2 separate regions of the Hordeum vulgare genome follow, and region 2 is linked to region 1. The links are chromatin contacts, called in public Hi-C maps. All regions are on one chromosome and are shown on one strand. The core of a region is the stretch at or near the end of the contact, and the rest is flanking DNA. Distances in the headings are between cores, read along the strand shown.

The links. Hi-C and Micro-C count contacts between places; a contact is called where the count stands out from the background.
Region 2: a Hi-C map of seedling shows a contact between it and region 1, with 2.8 times the contacts expected there. The contact joins two enhancer-like sites. A contact is called at or near these places in 2 of 6 Hi-C or Micro-C datasets (leaf and seedling).

The regions. Positions count from the first base shown.
Region 1 is chr3H:478,237,058-478,242,989 of MorexV3_pseudomolecules_assembly, forward strand. No RefSeq gene overlaps it. Among protein-coding and RNA genes, the nearest start is that of LOC123444366, 93 kb to the left of the region's middle. Within about 2 kb of position 2,889, at least 3 of the 3 cell types and tissues checked have open chromatin away from gene starts, as enhancers often do. A contact at or near this core is called in seedling, where this site is marked.
Region 2 is chr3H:478,491,864-478,498,484 of MorexV3_pseudomolecules_assembly, forward strand. No RefSeq gene overlaps it. Among protein-coding and RNA genes, the nearest start is that of LOC123440235, 68 kb to the left of the region's middle. Within about 2 kb of position 2,423, at least 2 of the 3 cell types and tissues checked have open chromatin away from gene starts, as enhancers often do. A contact at or near this core is called in seedling, where this site is marked.

The DNA of each region.
Region 1 (5,932 bases), core at 1,639-4,138:
AATATCAGAAGTAGTGGATAACAAAAAATGCCTACTTAAAGCCAGAGATTAAAACAGAATAAAACAAAGTAAATAACAGAAAGTACCTTTTTGAGCTTGTTCTCCAAAAGACCCACATGAATAGTAAATCCTAAAAAAATCAAAATCATTTCAAAAAATTATGAAGTTTTTTTGTGATAAACTTTGACAAATTTCTAAGTGCTTGTAAATTTTTATTATGAGACCGCATTCGTGTAAACCATGGAAAAAAAACAAAATCGGTGTTTAAAAATTCATTGTTTCTGTTATTCGTCACGCTTTCCTCTAATGTGATCTCATGATGAAAATTTGCAATCGTTTCGAACATTTGCCAAACTTTTAAAAAATAGAATTTTATAAAATGTTTTTTTTCAATTTTACAGTTTATGCGGGTGGATTTGTGCTCGAGCTCAAATACTCCACTTCCTTAAATAACCAGGCTGAAAACTAAAATGGGCCAATCCAGGCGGACGCGGGTGCACATTATTGTTGGGCTTACGGCGTATAATACCTCAGATTGTGAAATCATTAATTGGGGAGTATACCTTTAAAAAATGACTCTCACCTTTTCTGGTTACGACAAGTGACACATTGCATGCACGTTATTTGTCGCAACCTGAAAGTTCTTCCTTTTTTCCTAATCTCGTACCGTTTGCATCTTTGGGTTTCTCACATCGAGATATTCAAAATTAGATCACATGTCGACAGTTTTTTGACGAACATACTTTATGAAAAAAGGATAAAAAAACAGTGTCTCTCATGATAGGAAAAAATAGTAAACACGTCTTTTTACTTTTTTCTTTTTCGAGAGGCACGGGCATGCCTCTCACAAAGGCAAAATCGTGCCTCTCGCGGAAGTAAAACAGTGGCTCTCACGAAAAAAATGCGTTTTTCTATTTTCAAGAGGCCCGGGCGTGCCTCTCACGAAAGTAGAACCGTGCCTCTTGCAAAAAATAAATAGAAAACATGTCTCTTTTTATTTCTGAGAGGCATGAAAGTGCCTCTCGCGATAGCAAAATCGTGACTCTCACAAGAGCAAAACCACGTCTTTTAAAAAAAAAACAGAAAACACGTTTTTTTCGTTTTCGAGAGGCAAAACCGTGCCCCTCGAGAGTCAAAACTGCGCCTCTCGCAGAAGCAAAACCATGCCTCTAGCGGAAAAAGCAGAAAGCACGCTTTTTTTGGATTTTTTTGTGTTTTTTTCATCAAAAGGCTAAAGAAGCACTAAAAAACCGAAACACAATTTGTTTTTGAGAAAGAACTAATCTAAAAAGGAAAAAACACGTGCGAAAAAAATGAAATCCGAAGAAAACACTTAGAAAGCGGCACGTGGCGGCGGCTGAGAACGCGGTAAGTGGCGACACGTGGTAGTGCTCGCTGAAAGATTCCTGAAAGAACGCTCACTAACTAGTTGCTCTCAGCTCCTCCCTGAACGCGAGTTCAAATTTTGTTTTCTTTTGTTACCTTTCTCGAGTATTTTATTCTAAGCCCGGAGCTCATGTTTAACCGGTGAACAATAAAATCAAAACAAATGTAGAAAGAATTTAAAATTTCTCATATTTTGCGTGAAAGAGATTTTAATGCGTGAGGTTTGTGCCAAATTTTAAAGCATTTGGATATGTGAGTAGCTCTAAAAAAATGGATTCAAACAATGCACAAACAATAACTTTTTTATATACCCCAAATTTGTCATTTTTATGAGAGCTTCTGAGAACGCTCTTAAATTTGGATGGACATCATGCACTCAGTCATCTTTCTTCACATATTTTGGATATTTTGAATAAAAAGGTTGTTCACTTCTGGGCTCATCTGCGCTTAGAGCCGAAACATCTCGCTTGATCTTTCTCTTATAATCTATAATAATAACTATATATGGTGGATTTAGCATCGTGCGCGACCGCTCATGCTACATCACAACCAAATTTGGATATCTATTTTTGAATCGAGGCTCATTTGCATCCAATCAGAAAAAAAATAAGAAAATAATTAAAAAAAATCAGAGAACTTAACATTTTTTTATATGGTAGATAATTTAATGCAAGAGGTGTGCTTCAAATTTTAGACCATTTGCACATATGAGTATCTCTCAGCAAAAAAAAGTTAAAATAATACATAAACAGTAAACTTTTTTGAGACCTTAATTTTTTTTGCCGAGAACTATTTAGATGTTCAAATGATCTGAAATTTAAAGCACTTCACGTATCAAATTATCTACCATACAAAAATAATAATTGGAATGCTTTCAATTTTCTAGTATCTTTATGAAAAAAGAAACTTCATCGTGAATGCACATGAGTCTAGACACCCCGAATAGCTGCTCTTTCCTGGCGAATAGCAAGGCGGTGGATTTTCGCAACAGCTCTTGATTTTCTTTGAGCCCGGCAGCTTTTGATTTTGAATTCTTGGATGCGGCTGTGGATTGCAGCAACAGCTCTTGATTTTCTTTGATTCCGGCAGCTTTTGATTTCGAACTCTTCAATGCAGCAGTACGGTAAAGCCCATGTCCCAAAGTTGCACGTTGGACATGTTCATATCTCTCCGTCACAACGGCAACCCTCTCAAAATGAATACTGTAGTAAAATAAATTGGGAATGCATATGTCATCTGCATTCTCCTGGAGTTTTTTGCATTCAAGTACATGCACTCTCATGCTCACCTACAACGAGTGGCTGGCTGAGGAACCCGTGACTACCTAGGAGCACGCTGCTCCACGTTTCCACTTCCCAAAACGCCAGCGCCAAAAGTAGCGCCGAGCCAAGAAAGAGAGAAGGTCCCACGGCGTGTCTGCGTGGAATGGGGTTACCGACGCGACCTGTCCGGCTGTCCCCGTCAGTCCCGCCTCGGCAGCTGGTGTGCCACCGCGCAGTTCCCGCCAAGCTCGGGTTCCATGAACCCTTTCTTCGTGTCCGATGGACACACTGAGGAGATGGGCCCGAGGTACTGACCTAACAAGGACCAATGGGTGCTTTCGTTTGTTTCCCGGTAAGTACCTGACCTGCTCAACTCAAGTGCCTCGATAGCGATGCGAATCCTGTACGTACTTAGTTAATTTTTGCCCAAGGATGTTTGGTTTGTAACTATTTTATTCCTTTCAGTTTCTACATTCGTTTCAGTTTATAGAGTTTATCTCAACATTTTAGTTTTTCCGTTTTATAAGTCTCAGTTCGATTAATCCCCCATCACATATTCAGATTATAAGGTGTATTAACTCGTTGCATGAAAAGATTAAATTTTTTGATCAATGAATGTTAAAATTATTGTTTATGCATGCATGCATTGTAATTAATGCATTGATAAACACAATCTTTTGAGTAAAATGAGCACATTAATTAAGTATTTTTACAAACTATAAAAACTATTTCACCACTCATCATCTACCTTAGTTGATGAGATTTTTGAATTGAGCCCTATAAACCGGAAGTGAGATAGTATACGTAGGTTGCCACATCTAAGATTAGGCAACTTTGACCAACTTGGAGCACCTATAACTGTAACTTGAAACCCAACCCCTCAAACCTCTACGTCCACGTGCACTGATCGGACACGTCTCATATTTGGTATTATGCATTCACATATTTTATATCGGACACCCTATATCCATATACTATACATCCAACGTGGAACTACTCTACGTGATCAAGTATCAGACAACAAAATCAGAAGCAAACGAACACAAGGCCGGCTACAAACGGCCATTAAACATCACCCAAAAGATCATCTTAAGTTCACCCGACATACTTAATAGATTTCTATAACTAAAAACTATATAAACAATGCGGATGGGGGGGGGGGGAGATGAGGACTTCCTCGTCGGGCCCTTACCATTCCGGTCGTCGGCACAACTCTAGCCGTCCGCGACTAGGACAGGGTCTTGGTCGTCGTCGGAGGAGGTGCAGTTGCCGCCGTCTTCGTCGTCGGAGTCCACGAGGGCGATGAGCCCATTCATCCGACAGACCGCCATGTCTTGCTCCCGCTTTAGCTTGGCGATCTGAGTTGCTTTCGTCGTTGCCTCCATCGTATCCGCTCCGACTGCTCGATAGAAAGCGGGCACATCTTTGCATTATTCCATTGGAGGTGCTAAGCGTTCGTCTCCACCGTCATGAGGGACCTGTGGTACATTGAGACGAGGAGGCGTTCGTTCTCATCGGGCTGTGCAGGCATCACACGACGACGACGCGTGGACTGCTCTCCCGCTTCCCTCTCCCTTGCCCATTGCCTCTCACAGCAGGTGACGCTTGCCTCCGATTTCGGAGTGCGCCTCTAGGACGGTGGTGCAGGCACTAGCACCCATCGCTGCCCGCGTGGAGGAGCAATCGGCGGGGAAAGAAGGCGGCACGGGGCCAGTGCTGACTGCACAGTCTAGGCGGGGCAGGCACTGACCGGGAGGGTCTAGCTCCGGCGTTCGCGCTACCGCTCCAGACCTGAACGTGTTGCCGGTGTCCACCTTGGACCACTTCAATGTGATGCGGAGGGCGAGCTCCGAGTCGTAGTCGAGGTCGGGGTCAAAGCGACTCGCGGAGCTTGATTTTGTAGTGGATGGGATCGGAATCGAAGAGGGGGAGGAGAGGACGAAGCGAGAGAGAGTGAGCTAGGGTTCGGAGTGAGGCGCCCGAAGTGGGGGTTTTTGTGGGACAACGATGTGGAGTGATAATCCACAAGTATAGGGGACCGCGATAGTGTTCACGGATAGTATTTCAACATAATTTATTGATTCTACACAAGGGGAGCCAAAGAATAGTTATAGGTCTTTCCAGTTGAGTTGTCAATTCAACCACACCTGGGATATCTCTATACAATAAAGATTTAGTATCATGACAAATAATAGTAGTAATAACAATGACAAGAGCAATTTTAGTAATACTAGTAACAGTAGGAGGTGTGACAATAACAACATCACTAGTAACTTAGCAAGATTCAGTATTTGTAAAGCATAGGCACATGGATGAGCGATGGAAAGATATGGATGACATCAATCACGTAACACTTACACACTAGAGCGACACAGAACTAGCTCCAATTCGTCAATGTAATATAGGCATGTATTCCGTATATAGTCATACGTGCTTGTGATAAGAACTTGCATGAAATCTTTTGTCCTACCCTCCTGTGGCAGCGGGATCCTATTAGAAACTTAGGGATATTAAGACCTCCTTTTAATAGAGAACTGGAACAAAGCATTAACACATAGTGAATACATGAACTTCTCAAACTACGGCAATCACCGAAAAGAATCCTAATTATTGTCACCTTGGGGTATGCGGATGAAGACACATAATAGGTGCATAGAGCTTGCATGATAGGATCCAAATCACTCTTATACTCATGAACACATAATATGTTCAGATCTGAAATCATGGCAATCGGGCCCTAGTGACAAGCATTAAGCATAGCAAAGTCATAACAACATCAATCTGATAACATAATGGATAATAGGGATCAAGCCTTATCAAACTTAACTCGATTACAAGATCAATCTCATCCAAACCTCATCACTATCCAGTGAGCCTACTAAGGAATTACTCACTCCCGGTGGTGAGCATCACGAAATTGTTGTTGGAGAAGGGTCGGTGATGACGCCGACGACGAATCCTCCTCTCTGGAGCCCCTCTCTAGAGCCCCAGACGGACTCCAGATGACCCCCTCCCCCGAGGAAGAACACAAGAGATGGCGGCGGCTCCGTCTCATAAAACATGATGAAATCTTCTCTCAGATTGATCATGTAATCGAGTTAAGTTTGATAGGGCTTGATTCCTAGTATCCACTATATTCTAAGATTGATGTTACTATGTATTTGCTATGCTCAATGCTTGTCGCTAGGGCCCGAGTGCCATGATTTGAGATCTTAACCTATTATGTTTTCACGAATATAAGAGTGATTTGGATCCTATCTTGCAAGTTATAGTTACCTATTACG
Region 2 (6,621 bases), core at 1,173-3,672, 250 kb after region 1:
ACTAGTGAATGTGTTAGGCTAACCACCACACCTACTTAGCACTAGTGACTGAATTCATCGCGTGTATCATAGAACGATTGTAGCCGCATTATTTATTGCACAAAATTTTGTACAATTTTCTTTATAGCTTAGATTTTCGAATTTCTTGTATTCAGTTCCAGAAAACGTGACTGTTTTTGGAAAAATGTGAACAACACTTGAAAATTCTCAGATTTCAAAAAAAAGAGTTACAAGCATGTACAAAAAAATCAATTATTAAAAAACGTTCACAAAATCAAAAGAAGTTTGTGTATTCAAAAAAATCAAGAACTAAAAAAACATGAAGTTTATAAAGTTGATGAAATTTCGAAATAAGTTCACAGATTTGACAAAAAAAACGTACAATTTGAAAAAAGTTCATCGAATTTAAAAATAAGTTCATCAATTTTTAAAAACTTTAATCACATTTGGAAATCATCAAATTATAAAAAAAATAACATCAAATTTGAAAAAAGTTCATCAATTTTTTTAAAAAAATCATCGAATCTGAAAATAGTGCATCAAATTTTGCACTTTAACCGGCGCTGCAGCGCCAAATAGGAAAATGCCTGGACCATATAGTATCGTATCTGCATTTCGGCAGCATTATTGTAAACATTTTTAGGCCTTTCACAAGGGTCTTTTGGAAACAAATATCAGGCCCAATTACATGCCTGCTCATTTTCTGCAACTGTGCTATGATATAATCCACATTTCAGTATTATTATAATCCATATTGTCTGCCAAGATTATATATATTTTGAATCAAAGTCTGCTAAGAATTAGAGCATCAGAATCTAGTCAACATTATTTGCTAGTACAATTGTTGACGGGGTTAGGCCTATGACTTTTGTGTTTCTCTAGGGGCATTTGACAAAAAATGGATTATTATAATTTTATTGTACAACCAGTTTTTTCATATTTTATTATTTTTCCTGAACCCTGAAATGCAGTGGTCCAGTGACATCGGTATGAGATTCTTCCGGATGGTATTATTAGGGAAAAAATGGGTGCATAAATGAAAAATGATGGAATGCGATACACCAAGGTTGAACAATAATTGAGTTCATTTATAATGGATCTTTGCGGTTTGATACATTCATCATTCATATTTGAATGCATTTTCTTAAATGTTGGAAATAACCAGCAGGAATTATCTGGTGGGTGAAACAGTGAAAGAATGCATGGGATCGACTTAGTTTTTTCCAGTGAAAGGTAGGCTTCCCCTTCCATTTTTTATTAAAAATATACACAACATTAGTCTAATTCCTTGACTTAAATAATCGACAGCAACTATGTACTATCCCGCAAAAAAGGACAGCCAATAAGTCGAGTACACTCATTTCAGGGACAGTTAATTTCGGATGAAGGTTGTACTATCATGGTTTACCTTGAATTTTCCATAGCGTTGTTGCATGATCTATAAGCAACACATTATCGGCTGGGACAAGTGTGACCTGACAGCAAACGCACTATTGCTATGTGCTGGTGTTGGGCACACTGCTACATTACATATACATGTACAAGCACACTTGTTTCTTTCTCTGTTGAGAAGATCTTACCGACTTGTGCGCCCTGTGAAGATCACTGGCACACTTGTTCCTATGCGATATTCGACGAAGATTATGATTCCCTTTTGTTAGTTTTGGGTTATTCCGGAATCTCGGTTGCCGCGATGCTATGAATTTGTGATGATCTGCACCGGTTCAGAAGATGCTTGTTCAGTTTCTAATTCTCGGTGAATGCTGCAATCAGGTACCAAGTTGTTTCTTGTTTACAACCGTCCATGAGGCAAGTTGGTGATTGATACTTTTTACAGCGATTTGCCGACTCAATAACAAATGCAGGCCGAGCTCTAGAACTTGTGCACATGCATGCAAGTAGGCAGCAGAGGCAGGCTAGCAGTGAGGCAAACTGCATCGAAGTTTTGATCAGCTGCCGGCCGGTGGTTGCTGCCTGCCTGCCTGCTAGTAGCGCCTAGTGGGCAGGTGGCAGCACGCATCGACCTACGATCGCTTCAGCCGCTGGTTACCACAACATGCATATCATATATCCATGGTAGCTATGGATGCGATGCGACGATTCCTTGGCACCTTCAACGGCGACAGCTTGACGTACGTACATTTGCATTGCATCATAGATAGACGATATGAATCAACCATTGAGAAGCGTAGCCGTCCAGCGAGCAGCACGATCTGAATCTGATCGCCCGAACCCTGGGCCCTGACGAGAGCATCGGATATATGCATGGATCCGAGCCGACGATCGGCCGGCCAACGCTGCAACGACCACCACCCGTCGTATCTCCATGCCGAAACCACCAGCCACCGGAGGTCCCGACGGGTCAAGACGGCAGGCAGCCCACGCACATGCGACGCGTATATGTGCGCGCCGCGGCGGCACGCACCTAACGAACACGGCCACATGCAGGCGCAGAGGTCCCTTCCCGGCCGAGGCGGATGGACGGACATGCGTATCTCGCTGGGGATCTCGGCGCCCCGGCCCCGGCGCACGAGCTCCACGTCATCGCCATTGCCGTGCATGCATGGATGCATATCCTCCGTTCCATTGGATCCTGCGGAAAACCAATGGGCTCCGTGATGCATGCCGCCGCGCCGCGCAGGGACTGGCAGGGCGCGTGCATGGGGTGGCTCGCGGGCGGTCGTTAAAACCGTTGCAAGTTGCCTGTAAACTGAGGAGGAGTGCCGGTGATTCGTATAGGATTCTACGTAGTAATCTCGAGGAGAGCTGCAGGGCCGCTCGCTTATGTGATTCTGTCTGACTAGGTCGCTGCCAGCTTAATCTGCTCGTCGAGGGCGATTTGACGCCTTAGTTTACTGATCCCTGGTGGTTTCTCGGCTTCATTTACTGATGGCTGGTGATTTGACCTTGATCTACAGCAGCTGCCATCTGCAGAACGATTTTTTTTTTTTTGGTTTTGTTTTTGGGATAGCTCACCATCCATGCTGAATGGTATCTGCAGAACGATTTTGTTAGTATACTAATGTACTTATACAATACAAGTAGCAAAATTATTTTACAAATGTCTCTTGTATGGAATATGTGCACGTTCATGGGGATTCAGTTTTCTGTTGTCGATCTTGTGCTATAGTTGGATCTTAATTCACCATACAATATTCGTTCGTTCTCGCATTATGCAATATTTGTTCATACATACTGTTGAATATGCGGTTGTTTAGAAAACATAAATATATTAAAATTTGTTCTTGCCTTGATTTGTATTTTAAGATGATTATGTATCAATCCTTCTCCGCCTTCTAACATGGTATTAGAGCGTTGAGGTCTTTCCGTTGTCGCCCTCACTTGCATGCCGCCGCTGCGGCGCCCCTTCAGGCGTAGCGCCGCGCCACGCGATCCACGTCGCCGCCCGGAGGTCTTCACGTCGTCGCCCCGACCAGCCTGCCGTCGCTGCGACGCCCCTTCGGGGAGTTGCCCCGTGGCTCGCGGTCCACTTTGTCGTCTCCGTGCGTCCACTCTACGTGGTATGCGTCGCGCTGCCTTCCTTGGCACCGGAGCGCCACCATCCATGCTAGTCTTTGTCACGCTGTCGGGTTCTTTCTCGCCTATTTCGAGCATCGCCGCCGCACTCCTAACCAGCCGCGGCCGCCGCTCCTTTTCGGCGACGCTGCGGCTCACCCACCCGAGCCACGTTGCGCCTCTTATTCGGCGCCATTGTAGCTCGCCCACCCGAGCCGTGCCGCCCGTCCACCCCCTTGGCCATCCGTCCAGCATCAGCTCATCGCCAGCGTCGCCGTCGTCTACCCCGACCACTTCATCTACTCCGACCACCGCGGGCGACATCCCCCCTGTCGATTGGCGCTGCAACCGTCGTTGAGTCTCCTTCTCTGCTGGCCCCTCCGACTCCTCGACATAGTGTATAACTTGTGCAGGTCCCTCATCTACGCATGCCCGGTGCTGGCAACACTGACGCGTGCCTTCGTCCCCGATGTGTTTCCAGACCTGGCAAATTTGGAAAGGACACATCATCAACATCATCTTCGTCTGTCTACGCATGCCCAATGTTGACAACACCGATGTGTGCCTTCGCCCACAAAGTGTTTCCGGGCTTGGCAAACCCGGTGCGACGCGTCGTCAACTACGTCTCTTTCCCTGCGCATCACTACTTCGACACCACTACGCCCATCCCTAACTCAGCGCCTCCTTGCGCCTGCGGCTTCACGGTGACTTCCTCCAGACCGGCTACCCTAACTCAACATCGACCACGACGTTCTTCGCACGGCTACCTCAACTCACGGCTCTCTCGATCACGGCTACACCACCCAACGCTCTTGGCTACCTCGACAAACGGCACGAAGGGCTACCGCCTTGCTTGAGAAACCTCGTCGGCTTTGACTCCAGCCATAACTTCCGCTATGCATGGACCGTTACGACAGTGGGGGATGTCCGTCGGCTTACCTTCGAATTCTTCTCCAGTCTCACCGTCTGCGTCCCCACCGTTCCGACTGGGGTGGGGGAGGGGGTGTTGAGTATCGCGGTTGTTTAGAAAACATAGATAGGATATGATTTGTTACTGCCTTGACTTGTACTTGAAGATGGTCATATATTCTTATGTATATGTCCAGGAGAGTCAAACAATACAACAACTATTCCACCAATCCTTCTCTCCGTTTTAAGTGTTAGAATAATATCATATCGTTGTAATCTCAACCTCCTCTTGTAATCTCAACCTCCTCTTCTATCTCCTATTGTATGTAAACTCTTGTAACTTATCCCTTGCACACCAAGGCAACCTATCAATATAAACTAACGCGGCTCCCCTCGAGGGAGTAGGAACGCTTCATCATCTTACATGGTAATCAGAGCCCCTCTTCCATACATCTAGCCACAAACCAGAAACAAAAACCCCAGATCATATCCGTGATCGCCATCATGGCTTCCTCAGCCGGCGTCGCCCTGAACCTTGGTTCACCTCCATCAGAAAAGCTTGCGAGAGGAAACTTCATCCTCTGGAAGACGCAGGTCCTCCCAGCCCTGCGAGGTGCGCAGGTTACTGGACTCCTGGACAACTCCGACGCCGCTTCGCCCAAGACGGTGGAAGTCACAAAGGCGGACAAAACCACGGCCCAAGAGCCCAATCCTCTGTATGGATCTTGGATCGCCAAAGATCAACAGGTCTTGTCATATCTACTCAACTCCATGTCTCCTGAGATCCTTGCGCAGGTCGTCGGGAGGGACTCCACCTTCAAGCTCTGGACAATAATCAACAACCTCTTCACTTCACAATCGCAGTCTCGGATCACCAATCTCAGAATTGCGATCACCAACACCAAGAAAGGCACCATGTCTAGTTCAGCATACATGGCGAAGATGAAGAGTCTCGGGGATGAACTAGCTGCTGCTGGTCGCCCCATCTCTGATCCGGAGATGGTGGACTACATACTTGCAGGTTTGGACCGTGACTACGACTCCGTGGTAGCGACAATCGGCGCTGTCAAGAACAGCATCACCGTTGATGATCTGTTTGCTCAGAACTCTGCCTTGGATCAAAGGATGGAGATGTTGGGCGACTCGTCTTTAGGCGGGTTTCATACCTCCGCTAATGCAGTCTACAGAGGTCGTGGCTCGTCCCGCGGCTAATCCTATCGCGGGCGAGGAGGAAGGGGCGCGCGGCCGTAGTGGTGACTACGGTGACCGCCAGCCCTCTCACTCCAATGGCGGCTTCAGAGCACGCCCTCGACAGCAGCAACAACAGCAGGTGCGTGAGCAGCAACATGACTTCCCAGAGTGTCAGATATGCCTCAAGCATCATCCAGGGGGTGCACGTGTCTGTTGGTGGCGCTATGAAGAGAATGATCAAGAAGAAAAGGAGGCGCATGCAGTCTCCTACGGTGTTCACACAAATTGGTATGCCGACGGTGCAGCAACAAATCACATCACAGGTGAACTTGACAAGTTGACGATGCAGGAGAAGTACAATGGATGTGACCAAATTCGGCACGGCAAGCGGTTCTAGTATGAATATTTCACACATTGGTAGTTCAATCGTTAAAAACCCCATGAAAAATTTGCACTTGAAAGATGTCTTGCATGTCCCAGAAACTTCCAAAAATCTCGTTCCCGTCCATCGTTTCACTCTTGATAACAATGTTCTCATATAATTCTATCCCTATTTTTTCTTGGTTAAGGACTTGGCAACAAGGAGAATCATTCTTAGAGCACGGTGCGTAGGAGGTCTCTACCCACTCATATCATCTTCGTCTTCATGGTCAGATAAACAAGCAAATATTGTCACCAAGCCTTCTTCATCAAGGTGGCACAGTCGCTTGGTTCATCCATCTTCAGTGATAGTTAAATATATTCTTAGCAAAAATAAACTCTCTTATGAGCCTAGTGTTGAGTCAGTTTGTGATCCGTGTCAACAAGCTAAAAGTCATCAATTGCCTTACCCTATTTCTATTAGTGTATCTACTTCTCCATTACAACTCATCTTCTGAGATGTATGGGGACCAACCCCTACTTCAGTTGGAAGATTCTCTTATTATGTAAGCTTCATTGATGATTATAGTAAATTTACTTGGATTTACTTGCTGAAAAAAAGATCCGATGTATTCCAAGTTTTTA